5 separate regions of the Mus musculus genome follow, and all the other regions are linked to region 1. Evidence: chromatin contacts called from public HiChIP or PLAC-seq, Micro-C and promoter capture Hi-C data. All regions are on one chromosome and are shown on one strand. The core of a region is the stretch at or near the end of the contact, and the rest is flanking DNA. Distances in the headings are between cores, read along the strand shown. Region 1 holds the start of Chd7 (chromodomain helicase DNA binding protein 7). Region 2 holds the start of Asph (aspartate-beta-hydroxylase). Region 3 overlaps Asph (aspartate-beta-hydroxylase). Region 4 overlaps Asph (aspartate-beta-hydroxylase). Region 5 overlaps Clvs1 (clavesin 1).

Region 1 (2,630 bases), core at 60-2,559:
ACTATTTGATGACTATGTTTCTTTTAGAAATCCAACTTATGGCGAAAGAAAACCAGAATCAATGCACTTAAATAAGCAACAATTGTAAAAAAATTTTTTAAAAAAAAGAGTAAAACTATTTCTATTAGGAGATAGATGTCTAACTGATTAAGCTGCAGTATAAATGAAGCAGTTTTGGCAAGTCATTTGTCCATATAAAACTGTGTGATTCTAAGCTCAGTAGTAGTACAACCATCAGTGGGCCAGATTAGCATGCTTTGCCTTTTCTCTACGATTTTTGAGTTCAATAGCACTTACACAGCTGTCATAGCTGGCTGTATAACCTCCTTCCTTATTTATAAGTGAGTGCAGTCTTTAGCCTAATAAAACCATACTGGAGTTTACAATTGTTGACCGTTTATAAATCTGCTCCGTGTTTCACACACAAAAGATGCTTAGTAAATGTTTAAATATCTATTACACAAGAGGGAAACTAATTTAAAAAATGTCTTCAAGGTTAATATTCATCTTGTACCGGAAAGAGAAATGGGCAAGAAGGTCGGCTATTCAAAGCTGGAAGATGATATTTAGTGCCACATTGGCGAAGGAATGATGAAAACACTCCAGTTCTGACACGTTTAAAAATGGGCACACATCCTATTTCTTTGTTTCATAACCATTGCGCTATCCCTTCGTTTTTTGGCATGCTAACAAATTCAACTAAAATCAATGCTCTCTAGTTAAAACTTTTTGATTTAGTGGCAGATCCCGCTGTCCTATCACCGAGGACGTCAGTTAAAGCCAAGTGGTGAGGCAGGGATGGATCTATTTGAAAGGAAAGGCGTCCATCCTAGGTATTTCGTGTGGGAAAATCATCTCAAGTTGAAGGATAATTACAGAAGAGACACCCAAACACCCCTAGCCTCCTCGGTCCGCACCGGGCTGGCCACCCCTCGCGGTGGCGGGGGGTCACTACGGGCTCCGGGCCTCCGCTTCCTGCCCCAGGGCGGCGCACCGCGGCTCCGGGAAGGTGCTGCGCGGAAACGTGGCACCCTCTGCACCCGCGCGAGAGCGCTGGCAGCAGGCGGCCCGAGAGGCTGCGGCGGCCGCGCACCGGGACCGACACCCGCCCGCTGCGCCGGCGCCCGGCGGGACGGGAAGGGGCGGCCGCCCGCGCCGCGCCGCCCCCTTCTCTCGGCCTCTCCGCGGCCTCCGCCACCCCGGCCGAATTCTTGCATAAATTATGCCAGGCGCGCCTGACGTCAGGTGGCGGCGCGCGGGCGCGGGCGCGCCGCGGAGAGAGCCGGCCGCGGGCGCGCGCGGCCCGGGAGGCTCGTGCGCGCGGCGTGCAGGGCGCGCGCAGGCGCTGGCGTGCTGGGGCCGCGGCGGCGGCGGCGGCGGCGGCGGCAGCGGTGGCGGCGGCGGCGCGGGGGTTGAGCCGTGGTGGTGCGGACGCGCTCGTGCTCGGGAACTATCGGATTAAACTTGAATCGAGTGGAATTACACAAAGGAGCGCCGCGGAGGAGGCGGCCCGGGGACCCGGAGACCCCGCAACTCGCCAGAGCCCCGTCCGCGCGCGGCCAACTCCGCGTCCGTGGATCAGCCCCCGGCCGCGGCCGCCGAGCCAACTCCGGAGCCGCTCTGCGTTTTGTTCCCCACGGCGCGCGGCGGCTGACTAGCCCGAGCGAAGGAGCGAGCCGGTGAGCGCAGACTTCCCCGGCGCCCCCGGGAGGGGCGGCGGCAGGAAACCGTGCCGGGCCGCGGCCGCGCGGAGTTGCGAGAGGGGAGTTGGGCGTGTGCGGGGCGCGGGGAGAGGTGCGCGGGGGCCGCGGTCGGCAGGAGCGTAGCGCCGCCCGCCCGGTCGCCTGCGTTGCTGCCGCCGGGGCCCGAACCCGCGGCCCGAGCGCCGCCCCGCGCCCCAACTTTTGCCTGCGTCCGCGGGGCCGGCGGCGGCGGGGGCGCGCGGGGCGGCCGAGGGTCACTTCCTCGCATGTAAATGGCTTTTTGTTGTGCTGCCGGCGTCGGGGGGGACGGGGACAGGAGGGAGCGTGTCTGCGCTCTGGGGAGCGCGAGCGCGTTTCCTCCCGCCGGCACCGAGCACGAGTTGCCGGCTGCGTTCGAGAGAAAAGGGAAGGAGGAAAAAGTTGGGTTCCAACTCCGGCGCGAGCGGCGGCGGGCGCGCGGGCGCGGGGCGCTGAGCGCGGGGCTCGGGGACGGCGGCGCCCCCCGCCTCGCCCCCGCCCCCCGCTCCGGCCCGACCACGCCGCGCTCGCCGGGAGCGGCGGCCGCACCGGCGCGAACAAAGTGCGTCCCTGCGGGCGCGGCGGCGCTAGCCCGTGCGGGGACGGCCACGGGCGAGGTGGGTCGGCGGCAGGGAAAGTGCGCGGGGCGCCGCGTGGGGCGGGGGCGGGGGTGGCGCGAACACGCGGCGCGGGGGGCGTCCCGAGCCCAGCCGGTGGCGGCGGCGGTCGCAGAGTTCCGAGCCCGCAGCTAGGGGTTCCTGGGGCTCCCCGGCAGCTCCCAAGTGCGCGAGGACGAGAAGAAAGGGAGCCGGGCTGGGGCGAGTGCGGGCGGGCGACCGGGGGACCCCACCTTGCCGAGCTGGCCGGGCCGCCAGCGGCGGCATAATAGCGACTTTAATCCGCGATCCC
Region 2 (2,630 bases), core at 94-2,593, 980 kb after region 1:
AACAAAGACAATACATGAAGACAGAATATACATGAAGACAGCAAGTGCTATGAAGAAAAACCATAGTTGGCTCATCTATCGTCCTGACATATACTAATAAAACCATAATCATCCAATCTATATATGACATATAATAATGAGCTGCCCATAGACCAAAGCATAGAATCTAAATCATTTCCAGTGATATTGAGAGCTCACATTCAATACACATGTGTGTTCCAGTTCCAATATTCTAAATATGAGTCAAAGGAAATATAAGAGAAACCGAGAACCGGTGAAATCTGACACGAAACAGATTTAAAACATCTGTTCTCCACTCTGCTGGCTAAGCACATGGAGAAGAAAGGTGAATAACCAGTAGGGTTTTTTGTTTGTGGGTTTTGGGTTTTTTGTTTGGTTGGGTTTTTTTTTTGGGGGGGGGGGGGTTATGATTTTATTTTATTTTATTGAGAAAAGAAAAAGGAGGCACAGAGAAAATCCCTATAGTACTTTATGATGTCCCTTTGTATTTTAAAAGGCAAACGCAATACATATTAAGAAAACTAAACAAAACTCCTTAAAATAATTTGCAAGAACGAAGCATCAAGTCTCATCCCGGCCCTTGAATACACTCCTCCAAGCCGCTCCTCAACGCTGCTGGCCAGGCTGAAACTTACTTTCTCTGACTTTGGCTCAGGGTCAAGCGCCCCGAAAACTGCAAAAAGATAAAGGGCCCTCTACACCCAGCTTCCATCAGGAAAGGCAAGAAAGGGCCGGCCAATGCTCGGGCAGGCTGGTGCTAGGGGTCCCCCTCCGGCCGACTCTGCTCCTCCGCCTCCCCGCCCGGTGAGCGCGGCCTCGCCCCGCGCACACAGGAGCCTCGCTAAGGATGGAGAGGAGCGGCGGACGTAGGATCAGACCAGACCTGCAGCGCCCACCCGGCTCCCGCCCGCAGCCAGGGCCTGGCCTGCGGGGACTCTGACCTCTCCGAGCCCCGGGGCTACTGCTGCTACCGCTGCTACCCGTGCTCGGGCTACCGCTGCCCGAGCCGCTGCCGCTGCCGCTGCTGCTGCTGTTGCCGCCGCCGCCCTTGGCGTTCTTGCGCGGGGCCATCGCGAGCTGCTCCGGGGACTGCAGAGAACCGGGGCCTTGCTGAGTGCACTAGGGACACCGGGGCTTCGAGACTCCTGTAGCAGCGCCTTAGCGTCCACTGCGCTCGCTGCGCCTCGGACGACTTGCACCAGCGTGCAGCCGCGCGGTTAGCCTCGCGTGCGCCCAGCCTGCGACTCCTTAGGCTGCCAAGAGCGCTCAGCTCCCCCCGGCCTCGGCCCCGCCCACGCCAGCCTCTGCCCACCCACCAGATCTGAAAGACGCCAACACGAGCCAATCCCGAGGACCGCTGGCAGGGGGCGGGGCAGGCTACGCGCGCCTGCCCTCCTCAGGCCAAAGCTTGTCTTTTGCTGCGCAGTGACTGCAAAGCCCCAGCGGCTTGTGGCTTTCTAGTCTGCCTGGATCCTCTGGAACGTGGCAAACGTGGAAGCCGGCAGGACTCTCGCGAGCGTTGGTGTTCTGGCTCCAACGGGATGGGGCGGGTATGAGGGCGGTGCCCGAGAGCTGCGCACCACCTCTTGGCTTCTTGGGAATTTGGTTCCGGTGCCTAAGTACGACCAAGGGTGCAAGCCCTCTCTTTGAAAAGGATTTGCCACAGTTCCGCCAGTACACTGTGATTGTTGAGCCTTCCAGTGTCAAAAATAAGGATTTGTGCCATCAGTAGTTTTGGAGAACCTTTAGTTAAGACATTAAAATGTTAACATGACTCAAAAACCCTATTTTCTTAACCATGCACAACACTCTCATCACACTAATACCTAGAATTTCTTCATGTCCCCAGCCATTGATCTCCTATGCTTATGCAGTGTACTGCGTCGGGATTGAGAACTGAATATTCAAAAGAAAAATGGCAACAGCTGGATGAACCAGCCAAGGTCCAGCAGAGACCATGATCATTTGTTACCAATTGCCCACATGGTGTCTGTGGGTAACAAAAAAACATGAAGTATGTGGTGATTTAATACATTGCTGTCAATGTCGAGATCTTCCAGGAGTTCTTGGAAGCAGCCCCTTGTAGAAGACCCAGAGTGAGCCACTGCTGTGGGACGACCCCTTCTGAGACTGCAGTTTCCTCAACCACCACTGACCATCATTAGGGTCCACTGGCCTCTGCCTTGTCAGCTGTGAATACTGGGTACCGCCCGGGGAAAAAAGTGGAACCCAAGAGCCTCACAGAACAGGGAAAAAGAGGGCATCGTTTTCACACAGCCATGAAGGTGGGTGCTGCCGTCCATTCTTACTGCATTTCTTTATCTCTGAGCCTCCTCGGCACCCAGGAGTCCTCTCTTTTGAACACAACTTCTTGCCCACAAAGGACATTCTTTCAGCAGGAAACAATGATGGGAATGGGGGGAGGCAGAGAGGCAAATCTGATCCATATCACTTAATGGAAGGTGCTGATATCTAAACTACAATAGATAAATAACTCTCCATCCCCAAGATAAAAAATTTTAATTACTCACAAAACACTATTATAGAGTTGATGCTTTAAAGGTTCAATCTTAACTAGCTTCCACAAATGTTTTAATCCCTTGTGCTGG
Region 3 (2,630 bases), core at 67-2,566, 950 kb after region 1:
TTATATGAAGAGAACAGGAAGTACCCCCAGGAACTTCCTCAAATGAGGATGGAGATGCCCCCTACCTAACCACGTGGTCCACCCAGAACTCACCCAGCCGTGCACACACACTCTTATCTCATCAGACATGGGCAGGTAGGTGTTCCTTGAAAACTCTCTCTAGAGAAAGGTTTTGCCATCAACCAACCACGGCAGCTCACATCTGTAACCCTAACACTTGGAAGCCAAGGCAGGAGGATCATTGTAGGTTCCAGGCCAACCTGGGCTATACAATAAGATGCTACTTCAGATCTATACCCACTAAAGGAATCAGTTCATGATCTAGAATTTTTTAAAATTCATAATAAACCTGAACAGAAAATAAAGAGTGCAGAAAATAGCGAAAATGAATTTAACAAAATTTGTTTTGATGGAAGCATCCATATACCACAATAAATAGAGAGCCTACACAGAAATCTTCAAGATTCAGGTCACTACTCTGGGGCAGCCCTTTGCTTTTTCAAGAGTTGGTGGGAAGCTACAACCTGTCATAATACAAGAGAAGAAATAACAATCCTTGGATTTTCACTCTTACAAGCTCACTAGAGAAATCATACCCTAGTTCTTACCTAGAACTTCTTCATAATCGACCAAGTCAAACCACACGACAGCCACAGATGTCCAGACGCCGAGCAATGCAATGACCATGAACCATGTGAAAAAGGACCCTCCTGAAATCCCTCCTCTTCTCCCATTCTTGTGTCCTCCGTGCTTTGCCTCTGTGTGGAGAGAGAAAAATGGCATGTGTCATCACAGCGGAAGAAGATACTTGGCTGAACACCATTTTGACAGTAATTTGATAAATCATTTCAGAAACACGTTTTAACTAAATTCTCAAAGTGCACTCCATAAATTAATGACTCTGAACACGAGAAGCTTCTGCTTACTCAATCACCATGCTTAAATAATCTTAATTTTGAACACAAGCAAACTCCTGATTGGGTTACACTTTGGTTTTGCTTTTAAATAGAATTCCTCCCAAGTCCTTTGTCAAAAGAGTCTGCACGGCCACATGTCCTGCCTCTCGTGCTAATTAGCAGACACTGGTATGTCATCTGCCTTCCTGAAACTTCAGGTTCTTGCCTTCCTGTACCAAGGAAAATACTGGTCCCGTTTTGATATTTCTCACTGTTATCTTGTATTATCAAAAAATGTAAGTTTTCAACTAGCCAAAGCTGTTCAGTTTTCATTTTGCTACAGCATCCAAGTCTTTAGCAGGTGGCATGGACATGGGGACAGGCAATCTGTTTTGCCTTCCCCTTCTGTGGCTCTCCGTCCTACATGGCTCTCTAATCCCTGAATGGCTGTGCTGATCTTCCTGGTGCCTTACGGCTCTGCTGGCTCCTTTACTGGAAGCTGGCTTTTCCTGGTGCTGGTGAGTTGCTATTTTCTTATGGAGCGATATCTCTTGCCTACACGCAATCAGAAACCCACCCTAGAACCCTTGAAGTTCAGTGAGTATAAATTAAATGAAATCAAGAGGTGCCTATGGACCTTTTTCCATATCCTATTTACATTGTACACAGTCCTGAGTCATAACCGCCACAGAAGGAGACAATTCCCTCTAAAATTATGCAATATTGGGAAAGGTGAGAGAGAGGAGGTACAAAAACAGAAATCACAGACAAAAAGAAGCAATCCAGCCCAGTTCCATCTCCCTCCTCCAGGAGACCCAGTAGGGCGTGGGAAGGCAGGAAGCAGGCCTTGCCAACTGGACTCAATGCAGGAAACAGCTCTGTAAACTGCTGTTCACCAAGTGTCGTTTATCACGTTTGCTATGTTTTATGTGCCTTATAATCCTCCAGAAATATTCTTCTAATGGTCAAATAAACAGAAGTCACTGGTCATTACTAATAAAAAAAAGTCAATACTTTTTTATAAATTAGCATCATATTCACTTTTAAAAGAATGTTATATTCCACAATTATAAACAAATATACTTAGAAGGTTATATCATATCCCCAAAGGGCATCTGGGAAAAGGAAACCTTGCTCCATCTTACAGAAGGACAATGCCAGGTATGAGTGGCACTGTGGGCTCTTCCCACAGCACTGGCCCGAGCACTGCTACATACATGTGGCCCTCATGGCAACTTGCCCACATTTCTGCTAAAGGTATTTCTAGAGGCTTAAGCAGGACATTGTTCATTCTGTGCAACTGTTTCTCACGTGCCACAACATCCAACATGCTGAGTTTCCCCAGCCCAAAGGCAGAGGGGTCCCGGGATTATTCACCAGTATCCCTAAGCATCCCTTGCATGGGGCATTTCCTGCCTAGAAACCCCTGAATTCTCAAGGACAGGAATCCTCACCCTCATCGGCACTGCAAAGCTCAGGAAATGACCTCTGCGGTCCTAAGTCCTCAGCGTCTAAAGAGGGCTGACCTGCATGACTCGCATCTCCATCAGCTTTTACTCAGAACCCACCTTCTACCTCCACACATGCTACTAAAAGAACTAGCAGCTTCAGGCAATTAAATAATTCCAATGCATTACTCAGAAAGAGAACTGAAACTGTTTGTTAAAAGGATATTCTTTTCTTAGATTTATTTTATGCGTTATGAGTGTTTTGTGCACCATATGAGTGCTTGGT
Region 4 (2,630 bases), core at 41-2,540, 930 kb after region 1:
ACAATCCGCAGGCAACGGAATAGCAAACTTAGAAGCCTGAGTCAATGGGGCAGGAAAGGCAGACAGGGTTTAAACACAGAAATGCCCTAGGATACTAGGTCTCTCCCGTCCAGAAAGAATGAATCGCCTTTCCTAAGAATTACACTGTTCTTCAGTTTTCACAGAGGATTAGATCGAGGGCCTCCAAGATAAAAAAGCCAAAGATGTTCAAGTCCCTTTTAGAAACTGGACACTGTCTATAATCTCCTATGCATGTCCCCTGCACACTTCCTGTCATCTCTAGGTGCTAACCATACCCAACACAATAGAAATGCTACATAAATGTAAAACTTAAGACTTCTTTAAAAATTATTTAGCCTTCAGTGTACTAATACTATGGTGTAGAGACCAGGTGAAAGTTGATCTTACCCCCTCCAGATTCCTCCAGCTATTGTCACTTTTGCAGAATGGATGCCAAGACAAGCAGCTGTTCCACATGCATATGGCCTAACAATACAAATTAATACATCCTGAGAAAAGGGCTAACAAGCACATGAAACCTGACAGATATTCCGAGAGCTCAATACACCAAAATGACATAGATGCTGATCGATCATGCTGAAGTTTCTTCTCGTTCCTGCCCTGTACAGTCGGTAAGTACATATCTTATTAGTACACCAATAATCTCAGAACTAAGCAAGAGTCTGAGATCACCAGGACCAAATACTGCCCCCTTGATAAAAATAGGTGTGCTCTTCATTCAAGGGACCTTTACTGGATCCAGGAAAGACAAAAATTCAGAAAGAGGAAATGCATGCCACTGTACAGACTCTGACAATAAGGCTCCTCTCTAACAGCCTGAATTCAGGACCAGAAAGGAGACTCCACGAGGACTGGACAGTGTCCTCTCCTTACCATCATGGGAACAGGACTAAGGGAGTTCTGAGTGCCCAGGATGGATGAGCTCTGTGGCCTAAGTAAGCAGGGTGCATCTGTAACTGGCACTCAATACACCTTTGATTTCCACCAAGAACAAAAGGGGAAAAACCTGCATCCCTTCAGTAAAGACAGATCATTTAGACCCAGTAAAATTGTGGGGTTTTTGCCCCAATTTATTTTTCATTTATTCAAAAATCAAATCTGCTGCACCCCTTGCACACAGCAATAGGCACAGTTAAAAATTGCAGTTACTCAAGTTTTTCTTTGCTTGTCTTTTAGAAAGCTAACGTTTCTCTTCCAAAGGTCTTAAAAGACCCAGAACCTTTCAGCTTATCTACTGTGTATATTCCCCACTCAGCAAGCAAACACTGGCTATAGACTGTTGGTTACTGGCCAGGTACTGTGCAAATCACAGACTGAGAGCAAGGGTGAACAGGAGCTGGGCACTGCGGCTGTGGCACCGAGCCCAGCCTCCCAGATAAGTTACATGCCACACCATAGGTGCCAATGTGCCAGGGGGCTGGGTCCCACACGAGGGTATTCTCGGCAGAGGGAACTGCCACAGGAGCATGGCCTGTACTTTGTCTTTCTACCTCAGTCCTTTGTTACCACACAGCATTTCACTGGAGGGACTGTCTACCTGACAGCCCATCTCTCAGTCCCCATCAAGTCAGTGACACACTGCAGATTCCCCAGGGGCGTGGGGGGAAGGGGCAAGTGAGAGTGAGTCAGCAAGTGAGAAATACTGCTGCAGCATTTAGAAAACACCACTATCACAAATTGCAAAAGCTTTAAATAGACCCTACAAATGTAAAACCTCTTGCAGAAATTGATGTCTGTGAAAAGAAAACCAAGCCAAATAAAAAACAAAAATCTGGTTTTTGTGGTTATATCCTTGGGCAAGCAGGATATGGGAATGCAGTTTACTACAGAGGATTTTTTTTTTCTCCAATTTTTCATGAAACCTTGTGTAGTGGTGCATGGCTATAATCTCAGAAGGTTAAAGTTAGATCAGGAAGATGCAAGATCAAGGCCAGCCTGAGGTACAGGTGACAGCCAGCAGGACAACTTAGTGAGAGTCTGTCTCAAAATAAGAACAAAAGGAATTAAGGAATAGCCTTTGTTTAAGCATCGGTAGGGTCTGCATTCAATCCCCAATACCCTGAAAAAAAAAAGTTTGTGTGAAACTATAACTGCCAAATAATACTTACCCTTCAGCTTCCTAATGATAGAAATGTTCTCTTCAGATACACCAGGAAGAAACTGAAAACTCACAATAAAGCAAGCCTGGCTGTACTTATTATTACATTGTCATTCCACCATGTTCTCTCATTGTCTAGAATTCCTGCAGGTCAAGGGTCAGGATGGGATCTCTGTCCCATGGCTTCTTACAGTAAAATATCCATTCTGACCAGTCATGTTCAACTCTCTATACTGGGGCAGATAAAAGGAGAGGAGGAGAAAAGAATTGGAAACCAACACAGAGCCTGCCAGCCTGGAGCGCAGTGGACCATGTGGCATCCCTGCCTGGCTGCTCCTTACCTGTCTCCCTGAGGGAGAGGAACTTCTTCTAGGGAAGCAGTGTTCCTTCACCCACACTGTGACAGTGGACACTGTTCACAGCTCATGTCTCATCGACTGCAGCAATCCTAGACCCATGCATATAGTTTCACCTGACCAGGAGTGCATGACTGTCTGAGAAGCAAGACAAC
Region 5 (2,630 bases), core at 47-2,546, 750 kb after region 1:
TTAGAATTGGATGCTAAAGGCTGCCCTATAAGCAGCTTCAAGATGCTCCTGAACGTACAGAAATCTGTGGCCTGTGTAGAAGACAGAGTTGCTGGACAAGTCTTGCGGATGTACCAGGAGGTCGCATCAGGGCTCCCAACTCAGTCTCACAGAAAAATGTGCTTTGAAGAGGTTGGTCTTCCACTACCACGTAGGACTCCAAGGTTGTATATGTTGTATGTCCTCTGGCCTCCACATTCCCTATGTACATACACACACACACACACACACACACACACACACACACACAAGGAAAAAATCCATTTCATTTGTTTTTCCTCCACTTAAAGCCTTGATTCAATTTTCCATTGGCCCTGGACAAAGTCCAGCACACTTATTATTATGCCCCATTCGCTGTGTCTGAAGTCTCTGGAATACATACCCAGACATTCTTCTCCTTGTATACTGATCTGCAACTATTTAACTTAAAAGGGGAAAACCAGTAATTGACTGCATGTAAGACATTGCAGTTGTACAGGAAATCCTGTTTGTGTAGCGTTTAACATGATGAACCATGCCCATCACTGCCAGGACGTGGCCGTGGAACCAGCTTGGTCTTCCTAAGCACTGGGCATTTGATGCCATCTCCATCCTCGTTGTTGCCTGGGAAACTGTCCCAACTAAGCAATCTTTCTTGCTGTTTATTTACTTGTTTATATATTTATAAGCAGGGTCTCAGTTGATATGTAGCTGGGGCTGGGCTGAAATGTACTAAATAGTCCAGGCTAGCTCCAAAACCACAGTCTTCCTGCCTCAGCTGCTGAGTGCTGGAATTGTAGCTGTGCACCAGTATGCTAGGCTATACATTTATCAAGACCTCAGGGAGCAAAGTCTTTTGTTTTATTTTCTCCATTCCAAACAAAACGTTATCTCCTTTACCACATTTCAAATCCTTTGGCATTTCATTCTCCACTTTGTCCATCCAGCCATTCACCCTCCACCCGTTTTCCCACTCGTTCTTCAGGTCTATTCACTGGGCTTTCACTTAGCATCTGTTGCTGTCATGGCTGTGTGTCACCACCATGCCAGCCCTGAGTCTACCCGCCACACAGACAGTCGCCCACGCTGCAAGTTACATTCTGATGGATGGATGTGAGTATTCAGAGGCCTGATATTCACACTGAGCTAATAACACCAGACAAGTTCCATCAATGTACTCTCATTTGATTAAAAACCAGAGCTATGAAAGGGCTCTGTTACGCAGAGTACTAGCCATTCTTCTCCAAGCTGTCCCAGGGGTGGAATGAGTCACCAGCATTGATTGTCTCAGCTGTTGGCAGCCTCCACCATACCTCTGCCTCTTCAGAACATCACATCCCGGTCCTGCTGTGGTGACGTCACCGGGCTCACACCACTGATTCTGGAGGGAGGGAAAGGAGTGTGGACGGAGAGGCTGACTCCTGGCTCTCTGTGCTGGTCTAGTCCTACAGAAACCTGACTACTCAGAGGAGGCAGTGTGAACGCCTGCAGTCATTTTCTGCACTGTTATTTTAAGTTCTGATTTGATAGCTGATAAGAATGTCCACAAATATCTATGTGCTCAAAATCTACATGTCTTGTGCTTCTGTGGACCACCTCCCACATCTGAGCTCGCTTTCAAAGTGTGTTAGCAAAAGCACTATAAACGCTCAATGCTCACACCTCGGCGCTCACAAACCTACACCCCCACCCCCCGAATGTTGAATGACTGCAGAGATGAGGCTCTTTCAAACACAGAAATCCCTCTAGGCCTCACTTCTGCAGCATCTGCTATTCCCCATAATATAGGCATTATTTTTATCTCCAATTTACAAAGGAGAAGGCAGCGTTAACCTGAGGACATAAAGTTCGTGTTGGCATTCTAATCTAGCGGGGAGCCCCTTGGGGGGAACTTCTTCTGTACTTGAGGTTATTGGAGAAAAAAGCCATGAAGATTGCTTAGGATCCTTTAAAAATATGCAGTACGTGCATGTGTGTGTGTACACGTGTGTGTGTGTGTGTGTGTGTGTGTGTGTGTGTGTGTGTGTTGCATATGCACTTTTTTTGTATGGGTGAATGTTTACATGGTGTGCATATACATGTGTGCACATTTGTGTGTGGATCAGAGGATAACTTTAGACCTCATTTCTCAAGTGCTGTTTACCTTGATTGTTTTTTTTTTTTTTTTTTTTTTTTTTTGTTGTTGTTTAAACCGGTTTCTCCCACCGGCTTTGAGTAGACTACGCAGACTGGCAGGAAGTTCCCAAGGCTCTCCCCATCTCTCTTCTCCAACACTAGGATTGCAAGCATGTCTTTGTTTATTTATTTTTTTTAAATGTGAGTTCTGGGACTTCCAGTCTGGTCTTGATGTTTGTGCCTCAAGCACTTTACTGACTGAGCTATTTCCTCAGACCCAAATATATTTTCAGTTTATTCTTGGAGAATTTCAAACATGAATACAATGTGCTTTGGTCAAATCCACCTTCTACCTCCAGCAGAAATTTCTATTCCTGGAGGGAAGTGCTACAAGCCAAGGGGTCAGAGAGTTCTGAGTTCTTCCACAAAACTAACCCTCCTGTTAACTTGGAAAATTAAAATGACTTTTGTGGGGTTCTCCCCGATGAAATGCAGAG

What was found. Promoter capture Hi-C pulls out the DNA fragments that hold promoters and counts their contacts. Hi-C and Micro-C count contacts between places; a contact is called where the count stands out from the background. HiChIP or PLAC-seq counts read pairs in DNA pulled down with a chosen protein or histone mark.
Region 2: a contact with region 1 is called in a Micro-C map of embryonic stem cells, with 11 times the contacts expected there. The contact joins the promoter of Asph here to the promoter of Chd7 in region 1. A contact is called at or near these places in 6 of 39 promoter capture datasets (the C10 cell line, cranial neural crest, embryonic stem cells and 3 more), 1 of 484 Hi-C or Micro-C datasets (embryonic stem cells), 5 of 115 datasets of contacts at active chromatin or transcription factors (cardiomyocytes, embryonic forebrain and embryonic stem cells) and 1 of 9 other capture datasets (liver).
Region 3: a contact with region 1 is called in a promoter capture Hi-C map of pre-B cells, with 6 times the contacts expected there. The contact joins the enhancer-like site here to the promoter of Chd7 in region 1. A contact is called at or near these places in 5 of 39 promoter capture datasets (the C10 cell line, cranial neural crest, liver and 1 more) and 2 of 115 datasets of contacts at active chromatin or transcription factors (bone marrow-derived macrophages and stem cell-derived neural progenitor cells).
Region 4: a promoter capture Hi-C map of liver shows a contact between it and region 1, with 2.2 times the contacts expected there. The contact joins the enhancer-like site here to the promoter of Chd7 in region 1. A contact is called at or near these places in 4 of 39 promoter capture datasets (the C10 cell line, liver and pre-B cells) and 1 of 115 datasets of contacts at active chromatin or transcription factors (bone marrow-derived macrophages).
Region 5: a contact with region 1 is called in an H3K4me3 HiChIP or PLAC-seq map of forebrain, with 8 times the contacts expected there. The contact joins the enhancer-like site here to the promoter of Chd7 in region 1. A contact is called at or near these places in 2 of 39 promoter capture datasets (hippocampal neurons and pre-B cells), 2 of 115 datasets of contacts at active chromatin or transcription factors (bone marrow-derived macrophages and forebrain) and 1 of 9 other capture datasets (embryonic stem cells).

What each region holds. Positions count from the first base shown.
Region 1 is chr4:8,689,097-8,691,726 of GRCm38.p6, forward strand. It overlaps Chd7 (chromodomain helicase DNA binding protein 7), which reads left to right and starts at 1,310. Exons shown (of 38, transcript NM_001277149.1): 1 at 1,310-1,679.
Region 2 is chr4:9,667,819-9,670,448 of GRCm38.p6, forward strand. It overlaps Asph (aspartate-beta-hydroxylase), which reads right to left and starts at 1,344. Exons shown (of 24, transcript NM_023066.3): 1 at 963-1,344. The coding sequence starts at 1,092.
Region 3 is chr4:9,638,590-9,641,219 of GRCm38.p6, forward strand. It overlaps Asph (aspartate-beta-hydroxylase), which reads right to left. Exons shown (of 24, transcript NM_023066.3): 2 at 609-758. Among named protein-coding and RNA genes, the nearest start is that of Asph, 29 kb to the right of the region's middle. Within about 2 kb of position 1,317, at least 28 of the 459 cell types and tissues checked have an H3K27ac peak or open chromatin away from gene starts, as enhancers often do.
Region 4 is chr4:9,614,696-9,617,325 of GRCm38.p6, forward strand. The region is part of intron 3 of Asph (aspartate-beta-hydroxylase); the gene reads right to left. Among named protein-coding and RNA genes, the nearest start is that of Asph, 53 kb to the right of the region's middle. Within about 2 kb of position 1,291, at least 44 of the 459 cell types and tissues checked have an H3K27ac peak or open chromatin away from gene starts, as enhancers often do. A contact at or near this core is called in liver, where this site is marked.
Region 5 is chr4:9,443,300-9,445,929 of GRCm38.p6, forward strand. All of the region lies in intron 5 of Clvs1 (clavesin 1), which reads left to right. Among named protein-coding and RNA genes, the nearest start is that of Gm11816, 160 kb to the left of the region's middle. Within about 2 kb of position 1,297, at least 67 of the 459 cell types and tissues checked have an H3K27ac peak or open chromatin away from gene starts, as enhancers often do. A contact at or near this core is called in forebrain, where this site is marked.